2 separate regions of the Oryctolagus cuniculus genome follow, and region 2 is linked to region 1. Evidence: chromatin contacts called from public Hi-C data. All regions are on one chromosome and are shown on one strand. Each heading gives the region's core, a stretch centred on a gene start, on an enhancer-like site or on the middle of the called end of the contact. The rest is flanking DNA. Distances are from core to core; before and after follow the strand shown. Region 1 has its middle 9.5 kb from the start of ELOVL5. Region 2 overlaps GCM1 (glial cells missing transcription factor 1).

Region 1 (7,549 bases), core at 1,277-3,776:
CGACTTCTGACACCTGATATCCATGCCCGTGGGCTGAACCTAGCAACCGGCTTGGAAACAAATGGAATGTCAGTTTCTAGACTAGGTTAGAAAAGAAGGTAATTTCTATCTAACTGGCATTCTCTTCATAGCTTCTTGCCTGGAAAAATGCCATATTGGAGATGTCCATATGGCTGGCAAGGAACTAAGGTTGGCCTCCTACTAACAGACAGACAACTAGGAAACTGAGGTCCTCAATCTAATATCCTGTGAGGTCTGAATCCACACAAGTGAACGCGCAAATGAATCTTTCCCAGTAGACCCTTGTGATGATTACAACCCCTGTTGACACCTTGACAGTAGTCTGTGAGAACCAATTATTCACCTGCAGAAACTTTGAGATAAAAAGACATTTCAAGTCATTAATTTTATGGATAATTTATTATGTAGGAAAAGCTAACATTAAAACTTTAACTTTGGGGCTGGCAACTGGCCACTGCCTGCGATGCCATGATCACTTTTGGAGTCCCGGCCACCCCACTTCTGATCCAGCTCCCTGCTAATGTACCTGGGAAAGCAGAAGATGGTCCAAGTGTTTGGGCCCCTGCACCCATGGGCAAGACCCAGATGGAATTCTAAACTCCTTGCTTTCCACCTGGCCCAGCCTGACTGTTGTGACCATTTGGGGAATGAGCCAGTGGATGGAAGATCTCTCTCTGTCTCTCCCTCTCTCTGTAAATCTGAATTTCAAGTAAATAAATAATCTTTTTTTAAAAAACTTTATGAAATAGAACCAAAGACAGAAAAACTGAAATAAAAGTTTATTTACATTACTTGTCACAGCAATCAACAATATTGATAACTGTGTCAATATTCCAGTTACAAAAATTTGCCTTTCCCAAGTATATTTTTCTTATATCAGAGAAGATTGGCACACAGGTTGCCCTCTTTCATAAGAGGGATTGAGCAAGGCCAGCCACTTTGAAAACAAATTGAGCTCCTTCTTTATTGATCAAGGAAATTTATTGGGAAGGCACCTGCGTTTCCCAATCCATGTTCCCCAGCATTGGTAAACATTTCATCTATTACTTTGAATTAAGTCATTGCAGGTTACTATTATAACACATAAATACACACATGTCTTATGGGGAAGAATAATGCACCATGTTTGCATTCGCTAATGGGCAGGTGCAGTTTATTGGATCAGCCAACTCAGAAGCAACTAGGCCGAGCCAGCGTTGTGACGCAGTAGGTTAACCCTCCGCCTGCGGTGCTGGCATCCCATATGGGCTCAGGTTCTAGTTCTGGCTACTCTTCTTCCTATCCAGCTCTCTGCTGTAGCCTGGGAAAGCAGTAGAAGATGGCCCAAGTCCTTGGGCCCCTGCACCCACTTGGGAGACCTGGAAGAAGCTCCTGGCTCCGGATCGGCCCAGCTCCCACCGTTGCGGCCATTTGAGAATGAACCAGTGGATGGAAGATCTCTCTCTCTGTTTCTCCCTCTCATTGTAACTCTACCTGTCAAATAGATAAACAAAATCTTGTGCTCGCTTTGGCAGCACATATACTAAAACTGGAACGATAAATGAATAAAATCTTTTTTAGAAAGAAGTAACTATGCTTTGGAAGCCTGGAAAGCTGCCTTGAGGTTTAATAATCAAGAAAAATTCCCAAGGAGTAGGGACATAGGATGTATAGGGCAAGCACAAAAGGATCGAAGTAACTTTCAGGAAACATTCGGGAATGCAGTATTTCATTTCAAAATGATCCTCAGTACCTAGCGGAAATCTGGAAGTCAGTTGGATGCTAAGTACATGGTTACTGACTATGCTCAGGGGATCTGTTCTATGCCAGGAATTAAGACGATAAAATTATAATACATGGTAAAAAGTCGTGAGCCTTAGGAAGTGCAAAAAAAAGCTCTCTGGGAATTCAGACGTGGGAGAGATGAGGAAATGACTCTGAGGTGGCAGGGCCTTCGGCGGGGCTACAAGTCATCTTTGCCTGGGGGGTCTTTTCCTAGTCACACTGCCCCTTAGTCCCATTTCCTCAGCTCACAGCACTCCCCACAGCCGGTGCCCGCAGGGTACCAAACACAGACACGCACGTGAACCGCAGCTGCCCCTGGGACGAGCCCGGCCATCTCTGCGCCCCGCGCTTCCAGAGCCCGGGACGCAGCCACAGGGGCACGGGTTCCCTTAGGCCCCGGCCCCCGGGCGCGAGCGACTTCCCTGTGCACCTAGGTCCTCCGCCCCCAGTGCAAAGGCTGGGCCCCCGACCCACACACCACGCCAGCCTCGCACCCGCGCCCACCTACGCGGCCCTGCCCTGCCCTCCCCTCGCGGGGAACCCGGACCGTTAGCCGCCCGCGCCCGAGGGCGTTGCCGCCACCCGCGAGCCCTCCGCGGCCCCGCCCCGCCTCCTCGCTCACCCCTCCCCCTCCCCGCCGCGGTCACCCCATTCATCCCGCGGCCGCAGCCACCAATCACCGCGCACCATCGGCGCCGCATCTGGCGATGGGGCGGGGCTTCGCGAGGCGCGCGCTCGCTCCCTCCCCGCCCCGCCCGGCGCTCGCGGCCAGGCCGGGTCATTCCCGGGCAATGACCGGACCTCGTCCCCGCGCTGACCCTGCGAGCGACGTGGGGGTGGGAGCGGGGGCAAATGAACCAGGGGGAGCAGAGTTGTGTGGGATCCCAAGGCAGATGCCGGCCTGAGGGAAGAATGGAAAGCGGCCTTGACTCCCTCCCGGTGGTCCCACGCCAGTGAGACCCCAGAGTCCAGGCTGGAACGCGGGGCGCCCCGGGTCTGGAGACGCAACTCAGGGGAAGTCGGCGGGACGGCAGAAGAGGCAGTACGAAAATATGTCCCTGTGGGCAGCTCGGCCAAGGCCTGGTGCTCTGGAGGGCCACTGGAGAGAAGCCTCCAAGTCTTAACTCATCTTTATCATCCCCGCTGAGCCTTGCCAGATAAACTGGGCTAACCCTTGCGTGGCTGCCGCCCGGGGCGAGGGTGGAACAGTGACAGGCGGCTCCCGTTGAGGTTAAATATATATATACATACATACATACATATATATGATTTTTGTGCTCTCACAAATTTGTGACGTTGACACTCTTTCTCCTGGTGTACTTTACAAACGGGCTGATATTTTTTTTTCTACTGAGCCATCTTCCATGAAGGCTGACTCACCAGAGAGGGTAAGAAAAGGAAACCTAGTGGTTTTTCTGTTGGCACCGAGGTCATACACTGCCTTCCCCCACCCACCCTGCAAGTTCCTTGTAAACCTTAGAGGCACCGAAAGCAGTTTTTTCACCCATGGCTGTTAGATTTTTCACTTCTGGTTCAATCCTCCCAACGTGTCTGGAGGGTCAGATGTAGAAACAGGCCCAGAGATTCTGGCCCAGGTCAGACGTGTAAGGAACCAAGCCTGGGCCCTTTCCACACCTCTTTGCCCCAGATCATGAAGTTTCAATCCACAACCAATGGAAGGGGGCAAAGGAATCCTGTACTGTTTGCAGTCCCTAGCAGAGGGATGGTGCGTCTAGCCGAGAGCAAGCTCTACTTGGAGACGGGTTTGCATTTCTTGACAACCACGTAAAGTACAGAGTTTGCATGTTAGGACATTTCCTTGAGGCCTCGACATGTGCCATATGGGTTGATGGCTTTGTAGCCCTAACCTGACCTAAAACAAAACCCCTTTGGGTGGTTGAGTTGCTGGAGGGCTGCCCAAGTCTTGTTCAGGCGCTTCAGCTTTTGAGGCAAGCAGAGAACAGAATAGTTTGATAAGGACAGTTAATTAGGTCACAAACTGTTTTGTAGTGAGACTGAGTAGCCAATTACAATGATACTTTTAATTCAATCTGATTTTTATTTTTTCAAAACTTTTTATTTATTTGAAAGGCAGAGAGAGAGAGAGAGAGAGAGCTTTCAAATGCTGGATCATTCCCCAAATGCCAGAGTTGGGCCAGTCATAAGCCAGGAGACCAGAATCCAATCTGGGTCTCCCACTTGGATAGCAGGGACTCAACTACTTGAGCCATTAACTAATCCAGTTTAACAGATTGGCCAGGGCAGGCGCTGTGGCAGTGGGTTAACGCTGACCTGAGGCACTGGCATCCCAGATGGGTGCCAGTTCAAGACCTGGCTGCTCTGCTTCCGATCCAGCTCTCTGCTGTGGCCTGGGAAAGCAGTGGAAGATGGCCCAAGTCCTTGGGACCCTGCACCCACGTGGGAGACCCGGGAAGAGGCTCCTGGCTCCTGGCTTTGGATTGGTGCAGCTCTGGCTGTTGCGGCCAATTGGGAAGTGAACCAGCAGATGGAAGACCTCTCTCTCTCTGCCTCTCCTCTCTCTGTGCAACTCTGACTTTCAAATAAGTAAATAAATAAATAAATCTTTAAAAAGAAAAACCAGATTGGCCAAGTGTATCTGCTCCATTCTCCATGGTATAAGCACATGAAGGTGAAGGAGAAACCTTTGCTGACCTGTGGAAAAGATACCAGCACATAAAGTGACATACATTAGTACAAGGCCAGAGTGTCAGTGGAGTAAGGGAGGGCAAAATGTAGAAGAGAAGTGTTCCCCTGTAGGCCTACCTACCACCCGGCCCCTCTCTGTACTCCATCATGTGTCTCTTCTACGTTAGTTTCAGTTTCTACCCTGGGAACTTTCCCTTCTAGATAAGACATACTGTTATGTCTGACATTAGCCCCTTTACTTTTTTTCTCAGTGTGCTTACCAAAAGTTGTAAGGTATTGTTCTTTTGTGATTAATTATCTTGTTTAAATGTGCTTGTCGTATCTTCACACCATGTTCCCTATTTGGACTCACAACATGTTATAATGAGGACTGTATTTATCTGTATGTCTGCGAGTTCCACTTGTTTTGGGGCTCCATGCAGACATGATTTTGTTTCCCACGATACCCAGTGCTTAGCAGCATAATGATTGACACATGGTCAGTGCTCAATACGTATTTGCCAAGTTCATATTCCAGATCACTTGGCTTAGGATATAGGCCTGAGAGTAGTAGGAAAGAGGCTAAGCACAGTAGGCTGGAGCCAGATTGTGAGGGGCCAGAGGAAGGCATTTCTGTCCCATTTGTTACACCTGTGCTGTCCCACCCAGCAGCTCCAAGCCAATGTGGCTATTGAGTACTTACAATGTGTCTAGAGTGACTAAAGAATTATATTTAAAATTTCTTTTAGTTTTAATTAATTTACATGTTCTAAAGTATATGTAGAACAACTTGGGTATATGAATCTATAAATTTCATGAAATCAAAATATAGATCAAATTATTTCTGATAAAAATATTTAGGATCTAAATTAATAAATACTACAACTATATAGGATTTTTGAGAATTTTTATCATGTAAAATATATTTTTTTCTTTTTAAGCAGTTATTTAAAGATAGACACACACACGCACACACACACATGTGCGCATGCACAGAGAGACAGGCAGAGAGAAAAAGAGAAAGACTTGATCTAATAATGGCATCTGAGAGGTAGGCCTGGTGGGAGGTGTTTAGGTCACTGGGGTCATGCCCTAAGAGGGTGTATTTCAAGAGTGTTTTGAGTACTCAAGTTCAAGTTCTACCTAGTTGTTCTCTCTTTGCTCCCTGGCTCACCATGTGATCATTGCTCCACAGACACTGGACTACTGGGCCACCTGATCCTTACCTGTAACCTGCAAGCTACAATCAACTTTCTGTTCCCCAAGAAGCTCTTTTCAGGTATTTTAGGTAAGGTAATGAAAGTGGACTAATACAGATGGAAACAACTGAATTATATCTACAGATAAATGGATAAACAAAATTTGGTCGGTCTATCTATCTATCTATCTACAATGGAATACTATGCAACCTCGAAAAAGAATAAAATTCTGATACATGCCACAGTGTAGATTAGCCTTGGAAACATTATGCTAGGTAAAATAGGCCAGAAGTAAAAGGACACATGTTGCATGATTCCACTTATTTGAGATACCTAGTATGAACAAATTTCATAGAAAAGAAAAGTAGAAAAAAGAAAAGAAAAGTGGAAGGGTAGGTGTGAGGTGCGATGGGTTCAGCTGCCACTTGGGACACCTACTTCCCATATCAGACAGCTTGCTCTGCTTCCAATTCTAGCTTCCTGCTAATGCTTACCCTGTGAGGTGGCAGAAGATGGCTCAAGTACTAGAGTCCCTGCCACCAATATGGGAGACTCAGATAGGGGTCCCTAGGTCCTACTTTCCATCTTGTCCAGCTCCAGCTGTTGTAGGCATTTTTGGAGTGAACCAGCAGATGGAAACTCTCTCTCTCTCTTTCTCTTTCTCTCTTTTCCCTTCTGCCTTTCAAATAAGTAAAAATAAATAAACTTTAAAGAAAAGGAAAGTCGAATGATAGTTACCAGGGGCTGGGGAAAGAAGAAATAGGAAGTAATTGCTTAATGGGTGTAGAATTTCAGTTTGAAATGGTGAGAAAAATTCTGTAATCAAATAGGGGCGAAAATTGCATAGTATTGTGCATATACTTAATGCTACTGAATTGTATATTTAATTTAATTTAATTTAATACTGAATTGTATATTTAAAAATGCTAAAAATGATAAATTTTATGTTATGTACATTTTTATGCAATAAAATTTTAATGAATTCCAATTATTTTTACTTTTTAAAAATGTGGCTACTACAGGGGATTCCAATTCAATTCCATCAAGATGGCATGTACCAATGCCATCTCACTAGTCAAAGTGATCAATTTCAGTTCACAATTGATCATACTGATAGGTCTAAGAGTCAAAGGGATCACATAAACAAGACTAGTGTCTGCTAATACTAACTGATAGAATATAAAAGGGAGAGAATGATCCAACATGGGAAGCAGGATACACAGCAGACTCATAGAATGGCAGAGGTCCTAAACAGCACTCTGGCCTCAGAATCAGCCCTTAAGGCATTCGGATCTGGCTGAAGAGCCCATGAGAGTATTTTAGGCATGGAAAGCCAAGACACTCTGGCAAAAACAAAACAAAACAAAACAAACAAACAAAAAAAAACACCAACAACAAAACACCTAAAAGAAAGATCTCTGCAAGTGAGATCCCAGTAGAAAGAACGGGCCATCAAAGAAGGAGGTACCTTTCTCTGAAGGGAGGAGTGAACCTCCACTTTGACTATGACCTTGTCTAAATAAGGTTGGACTTTGTGAACTCAAGAGGCTTCCATAGCCTTGGCAACCCATGACAAGAGCCTGGGGAGATTACTGGTGCCATAAACAAGAGTGTCAATTTGTTAAGTCAACAACAGGAGTCACTGTGCACTTACTCCTCATGTAGGATCTCTGTCCTTAATGTGTTTGTTGTTCAATGTGAATTAATGCTATAACTAGTACTGAAACAGTATTTTACACTTTGTGTTTCTATGTGGGTGCAAACTGTTGAAATATTTACTTAATATATACTAAATTGATCTTCTGTATATAAAGATAATTGAAAATGAATCTTGATGTGAATGGGATGGGAGAGGTAGCAGGAGATGGAAGGGTTGCGGGTGGGAGGGAAGTTATGGGGGGGGACCATTGTAATCCATA
Region 2 (7,549 bases), core at 2,064-4,563, 170 kb before region 1:
ATTCCTTGCACTTTTTTCTTTGTTGTAAACAATTATCTAATTATTTACTTGAGAGGCAGAGGCAGAGGCAGAGAGAGAGCAAGCCAGAGCAAGAAAGAACATTCCCATCCTCTGGTTCATTCCCCAGATGCCTGCAACAGTCCCAGGTTAAACATTGAAGTTGGTATCAGGAATGCAATCCAGATCTCCCATATGGGTGGCAGGAACCAAATTACTTGAGCCATCATTGCTGCCTCCCAGGGTCTGCACTGACAGGAAGTTGGAGTCATGAACAGAGCTGGGTACTGAACACAAAATTGGATGTGGGCATCCTCTAGTCTGTTGACTTTGCCACTTTGAAAATTTCCAAGTTTTTGTCTCTAGCTTGGTCTTGTCCCTTGAGCACCATAGGCTAATATCCAATTACTCAATGTCTCCATGTGACTGACACCCATACTGACAACCTCCTATTCCACTGCTCTGTCCAGTCTTCCAGTCCCAATTAACGGAAACCCCATCCTTCCGGTTTCTCAGGCCAAAATCATTGCAGTCATCACCAATGTCTTCCTTTTTTTCATAACCCACATCTAATTCCACAGGAAATCCTGTTGGCCCTATCTTCAAAATATCTCAGGATGCTGACCACATCTCACCACTGCCACTTGAGCTAAACCACCATCATTTCCCCCCAGCTTACTCCACAGCCTCCCAGCTGGTCTCTCTGCTGTCATGTGTGTGCTCAAACAGTTCATTCTCAACACAGTGATCAACAGGATTCTTTAAGTTTACCTTTAAAGATTTATTTGCAAGGCAGAGCGACACACAGAGAGAGGGAGAAACCGAGACAGAGATCTTCCATCCTCTGGTTCACTTTCCAAATTGTCATAATAGCCAGGCTGGGCCAAGAGCTCCAACCAGATCTTCCACGTGGGTGGCAGGGGCACAAGCACTTGGGTCATCTTCCACTGTCTTCCCAGGCCATTAGCAGGGAACTGGAATGGAAACAGAGTACTGGGAACTTAAACTGACACTGATACAAAACAGAGGTATCACAAGTTGAGGCTTAAGCAGTGGCATTGGCCCTGGATTATTCTTTAAGATTTATTTATTTGAGAAGCAGTGTTACAGAGGGAGAGAGAGGTTTTCCATCACTAGTTCTGAACCTCTCTCTCCCTCTGTAACTCTGCTTCTCAAATAAATAACTCAAATAAATAAATAAATAAGTAAATGGCCCAAATGGCCACAATGGCTGGAGCTGGGCTGATTTGAAGCCAGGAGCCAGGAGCTTCTTTCGGGCCTCTCACATGGGTGCAAAGGCCCAAGGACTTGAGCCATCTTCCACTGCTTTCCCAGGCCATAGCAGGGAGGTAGATCAGAAGTAGAACAGCCAGGACATGAACCAGTGCCCAATGGGATGCCTGCACCGCAGGCTGAGGTTTAACCTGCTATGCCACAGCACTGCCTCCCACCTGAATTTTTTTTTTAAAAGTCAGATCATATCACTCCTCTGCTCAAACTCTCCAAGGGCTCCGACTTTGTTCAGAACAAAATCCAGAATCTTTACAAAGGCACTCAAGGCTCCAGACCAGCACGGTCCAGCAGAAATAGAATGTGAGCCACCTGTGGCTGTTTAAATTGAGTCAACAGAAATAAACGAGATGAACTTGAATAGCATTGTTTTATTTAACCCAGTGTCTCTAAAATATTATTTCAGCATGGAATCAAAATGATAATTGAGATATTTGTTGCTTGTTTTCCTTCACAGTCTTTGAAACGCTCTGAGACATTTCATCTCACAGCACAGCCGGAGGAGGACAAACTGCATTTTAAGCGCTCTACAGCTGCATGTGGCTGGAGGTGGACCATGTCTCTCACCTTGCCTCCTGCAACCCTCGGCCTTGCCTGTCTGTCCAGGTGTGCTGGAGCTGCAGGAGCACAGCCTTCTTTACCCTTCCCCCCGCCCATAGCCACAAGACACCTGGTTCACACCCCTCATCTTGGCCCACATAGCCAACTCATTTAAGTGGTAACCACCCCAGTTCCCATTCTGAAATTCCCAGTTCTTCCTACTTCTTCCTTCCCATCTCTCCCAACAGTTATCACTCTCTGAAAGATTATAGAGGAGCTCTTTATTTTTTCAAACTCATGGTAAACTCTACAGGGCAGATGTCTACTTGGTTCACTGACATGGGCCCAGCACTGCCCAGGACATAGTAGGCCCTCAACAAACACTTCTGACTAAATGAATTAGGAGATTAAGTCAATCTTCCCCGGGAGAGCTTTCTGGGCAGAGAGCCAGCAGCTTGCAGAACATCAGCTGTGACCTTGGAGGGAGTGAAATGGGAGCTATTTCATCCGTTAGCAATCACAGCAAGAAAGACCAAACTAGAGTCAATGCACCAAGCATTTTCTTTGTCCCCTGTGTGCAGGGCCATGGGCTTTGCCCAGGCAGCGGGAACAGTCACTGGGACACAGCTGCATCTTCAGGCCAGCTCTGTTTTCCCTTTGCACACTCCAGATCCTAGACCCCGTGCTAATGGGCTGAAATCGACAGAGAATGATTCCAATATTGTGGAAAGAAGAACTTTGGAATAATCAATACCATGATGACCCCTAAATCTAGAAAGAACCATTGCTGTGAAAAGTCTGGCTCTGGGTGAGAAGTTAGGTAAACTTCGGGTTTTGACATCAGATAGCCTGGGTTTGAAGTCTTATCTCATCCATTAACCTGCTTTTGTTTAGTTTTTTGCATATCTGTCACTTTTTTTTCCCCAGAATGTTGCCTATTCCAAAGGATTTTTTCCAGGGTCTAATAAGATAATGTATGTAAAAATTATCTTTCATAGGAGTTGACTTAAAATGGAGAGTAAACAATAAACTTGATTGGAAAATATTTTCCTAGGTTCCAAGATTTCCAAATTAAAAAAAAAAAAAAGATTTTCCTTTAGAACAAAAAACTCTAAAACGGCTTCCATCATGCGCTCACTACTTGCCATCTGTTTCCCTGTAGGTAAAAGGAACAGGCCAAGTGTCAGCTGCTGTGTTACTTAATCTCTGCTGAAGCTCTCTCATTCACTGGAGGAACCCAAGTCAGAAATGCTAATGCCTCAGGCTACACATCTGGGAGAGTGGCCCAAGCTACCCTGGGAGAGTCCGAAGGTTTCCTTTCGCTGTTCTCCGATTTATTCACTCGGAAAATATTTACTGAGCCCCTCGCTGTGCCAAGTGCGCTGGGGGAACTGAGGACACAGCTGCGAGCTAACACTGCCCTGGCCCCGGGGAACTTTCACCCACTCCCTGCAGTTACCCTTGCCTTCCCTCATCAGGATGTCCCTGGACACTGCTGGCTCCCAGCTTCCCTACTGAGTCTGCAGCCTTTTCATGAGCTTACATTTTAGAACCATGCAAACAGCCTACAGAAAGAACTCGGAAATCATCATTTCCCATCTCTATGTGATGCCGAGATGGATCTTACTTTTCCTTGAGAAGTAGCCACATCTCTTGGTGAGGGTGAGCAGCCTGCAGAGCAGACTGATTTGAAAACCTGACTATTCTACAGCCTCTGCCATGTCCTCCTTTGATTGTTTATGTCGAATATCCCAGTCTAGTGAGTGCAGAATCTGTGATTATAATGTTTGTTTATGCCTTTCCTTCCTGAAGGGTCTGATCCTACTCACCTGCTCACCTGAGCAGGACACCTGACTTCTCTTTAGCCCAACTTCACAGCACCAACCATATATATCCAATGCATATTTTAAAGGCTCAACCCTCCCCCTTTCTCTATTTATACTCATTTTACAAAACAAAAAAGCAAAAACATATCCTAAAGTATTTTATAAGATTATGAAGCCTGGGGCCAGAGCTGTGGCATAGTGGGTTAAGCTGCCGCCTGCAGCGCTGGCATCCCATATGGGCACCAGTTGCAATCCCAGCTACTCCACTTCTGATCCAGCTCCCTGCCAATGTGGCTGGGAAAGCAGTGGAAGATGGTTCAAGTGCTTGGGCTCCTACAACCACATAGGAGACCCCAATGAAGCTCCTGGCTCCTGGCTTAGGTCTGGCCCAGCCCTGTACATTGCAGCCATTTGGGGAATGAACAAATAGATGGAAGACCTCTCTTTCTCCCTCTGCTTCTCCCTCTCTGTAACTCTACTCAAATTAATGAATCAATCTTTAAAAAACAAACAAAAAAAACCTACAACTTATCCAATCACAGTTTATATGACATCATAACATACAAAGAGAGTTAACAATCCAGTCTCCTCTAACTACATATGACTTGGAAATAAGCAACGAAACCAAGAACCAGCTACCTGGAATGTTGTATCTTCATGTTTGGAATAAAAAAGGCTCCAAGACTAGAAGAGGAAGGTGCTTCAAGTGTTTTAAACATTTTCATATTGGGGCCGGCACTGTGGCATAGTGGGTAAAGCTGCCGCCTGCAGCACCGGCATCCCATATGGGCGCCGGTTCGAGTCCCAGCTGTTCTACTTCTGATCCAGCGCTCTGCTATGGTGTAGGAAAGCAGTAGAAGACGACCCAAGTCCTTGGGCCCCTGCACCCGTGTGGGAGACCCGGAAGAACTCCTGGCTTCAGATCGGCCCAGCTCCGGCCATTGAGGCCATCTGTGGAGTGAAACAGCAGATGGAAGACCTCTCTCTCTCTCTTTCTCCAACTCTGCCTCTCTGTAACTCTGTCTTTCAAATAAAGAAAATAAATCTTAAAAAAAAAAAAAACACTTTCCTATTAAGGTGTACCAAATGGGATGGAGATAGGCTGATTTGGCTGGTTTTGCCACTCTCTACAGGATTGGGGACAATAGAACCGTTGGTCGGAAATTTGTTAGCCTAACATTCCAGATTGCTGTAAAAGACCTTTCTAGTCTCTGCAGTTTCCATGTCACCCTAGACAGGAACATATATTTTTGTAATTTGTATATACATACATATTTGAAAGAGAGACAAAGAGAGCTCCTATCCATTAGTTTACTCCCCAGATGTCTAATAGCTTGGGTTGAGCTAGGCCAAAGAGCAGAGCCCAGAACTCAATCTAAGTCACCCTCATGGGTGGCAGGGACCCAAATACTTGAGCTATGACTTGCTGCCTCTCAGGGTACACATTAGGAGGAAGCTGGGACTGGGAATGGAGCTGGCACTGGAACCCAGGTACTCTAAGAGTGTCACTGAGTGTCCAAGCAGCACCTTAACCTTAGACCAAAAGCTTGGGTTTGGAACACTCCTAATGATTTTTATTTCATGTCCCAATGTAACACTATTCATACAGTAAACACACAATTGTTTAGTCATTGTGTGGCATGATCCATACACTATCCACGTAGGACCTCTCTGAACTCTGTTCCTTGAATTCCTCACCTGCAGTGAGTTTGTCTTCTGCCCCTTGCCACCCACTCACCCTCATGGCTGGACCCCAGCCCCTTGTCATGACCAGTGACCATAACTGCTCATACTCCAGTGCCAACTGTTGCCTCCTTGCCTTCCACCTTGTGACTTTCAAGCACCCCCTTTCTGGCAACACTCACAATCTCTCCCACTAGAGCTTCTGATCCATTGACCCTTCTTCACCTGCTTTATGGCCTCTCTCCTTTCTAACCATGGGAATTCTTCTATTAATTAATTAATTAATTTATTTATTTATTTAAGAGGTAGAGTTATAGCGAGTGAGAGGAAGAGACAGAGAGAAAGGTCTTCCTTCCATTGGTTCACTCCCTAAATGGCCGCAATAGCCGGAGCTACGCCAATCCGAATGAAGCCAGGAGCCTCCTCCCTGTCTCCTCTCCAAGCACTTGGGCCATCCTCCACTGCTTTCCCTGGATGCAGAGAGCTGGATCGGAAGAGGAGCAGCCAGCACTAGAACTGGTGCCCATATGGGAAGCCTAACACTGCAGGCAGAAAATTAACCTACTGTGCCACGGCACCAGCCCCTCTATTCATCTTTATAATAAAAAAATCTTCATTATCTGGTTGAAATTCAAATTTAAATGGGCATTGTATATAGTGATATTTCAGAAAGTTTGTGGAAAATGGAATTAAAAGATAAATTTATTTTGGTGAAAAACTTTTTAAAATCTATGCAATGTCTCCATAATACATTTTTTATTAACTTAACCTTTTTTAAAACTTATTTATTTGAAAGAGAGACAGAGAGAGAAATTTTCCATTCTCTGGTTCTCTCCCTAAATGCCTGCAATAGCTGGGGATGGGAAGGGCTGAAGCCAGAGGCTCAGAACTCCATGTGGGTCTCCCACACGGGTGGCAGGGGCCCAGCTACCTGAGCCAATCCATGCTGCCTCACAGAAGTGCATTAGTGGGAAGCTGCAATCAGGAGAGGGGACTCGAACTCAGGCACTCCAGGCATACCAAACAGCATCTTAACAGCTGTGCCAAAGACCCATCCCTCACAAACTTTTTGAAGAGTCACATAAGCATGGGTTTCAAAAGTTCTTTGCAGTAAAATAAACTTATCATTTAATTCCACTTTCCATTAATGTCTTAAAGTACGCTCTTGTTTTTGCTAAATGTGGAAAGCCTGCAATCATCTTAATTGCTCTCATATACTCATATTAACTCTATTTCCTCAGCCTCCTCTGACTCAAAACTCCCTTAGCAAAACACAGCTGAGGCTAAAGCCTAACTGATAACACGCTCCCTATCTGCACAGCTGACATGGTTGAAGAGCGCCCCCCATTGGACAGGTCTCCTGTTAACTCCTGACTGCTCGTCAGAGGGGCCCTCGGCTGCCTGGCGAAATGTCGCCATGGCTGGACCAGGCTGAAGCCATCTGCTGCTTTTCCAGGCACATTAGCAGGAAGCTGGATCAGAAGCAGAGCAATCAAGACCAGAACAAGGACCCTAACATGAGATGTCGCCATTGCAAGTGGCAGCCACTTAACCCTCTGTGCCACAACGCTGGGTCCCTTCAAATCTTGACTTTCTCCTTCATGCTCGGCCCTGGGTCCTCCTTCACCATGGAGAATTTCCACTCCTCCCACCCTGACTCCCACCCCACGTGTATCCCACTTATTCTTCCCATTTTCGTCAATTTCTTGTCAGAGGCAAGCAGGGTGGGTCCACTAACGTCCTGGGCCAGATCCAGCCCCGGCCTGCTTTTGTACCTCCTGCCAGTGACGATTTTGCGTTTTTTGAACGGTTGGGGGTGGGAATCAGAAGAAAATATTTTGTGATATAGAAGATTACATAATCCAAACTTCACTGCTGTTTAAACACAGTTGTGTTGTGCGTATTCCCTGTCTGCTCCTCACTGTTAGCGTCGTTGCTATAGAAACCGCGTGACCTGCGCCTACCAAGACAGGCTCCACCAGGCCATTGCAGACTATCCATGCTCCGCTCCAAGGCCACAGTCTCATCCCCTCTTCTCTCCACAAGGACACCACCTTACCCTTTCTACCCACCCTGCACAGGCCCAATAAATCCCTCCTATTAATATTCCAAAAAGCTTGTCTTTTCTCCAGTCTTTTTTTTTTTTTTTTTTTTGACAGGCAGAGTGGACAGTGAGAGAGAGAAAGGTCTTCCTTTGCCGTTGGTTCACCCTC

Evidence for each region. Hi-C and Micro-C count contacts between places; a contact is called where the count stands out from the background.
Region 2: a contact with region 1 is called in a Hi-C map of an unstated tissue, with 2.5 times the contacts expected there. The contact joins two enhancer-like sites.

What each region holds. Positions count from the first base shown.
Region 1 is chr5:116,425,503-116,433,051 of mOryCun1.1, reverse strand. No RefSeq gene overlaps it. Among named protein-coding and RNA genes, the nearest start is that of ELOVL5, 9.5 kb to the left of the region's middle. Within about 2 kb of position 2,526, at least 8 of the 8 cell types and tissues checked have an H3K27ac peak or open chromatin away from gene starts, as enhancers often do.
Region 2 is chr5:116,595,210-116,602,758 of mOryCun1.1, reverse strand. The region is part of intron 1 of GCM1 (glial cells missing transcription factor 1); the gene reads right to left. Among named protein-coding and RNA genes, the nearest start is that of GCM1, 23 kb to the right of the region's middle. Within about 2 kb of position 3,313, at least 2 of the 8 cell types and tissues checked have an H3K27ac peak or open chromatin away from gene starts, as enhancers often do.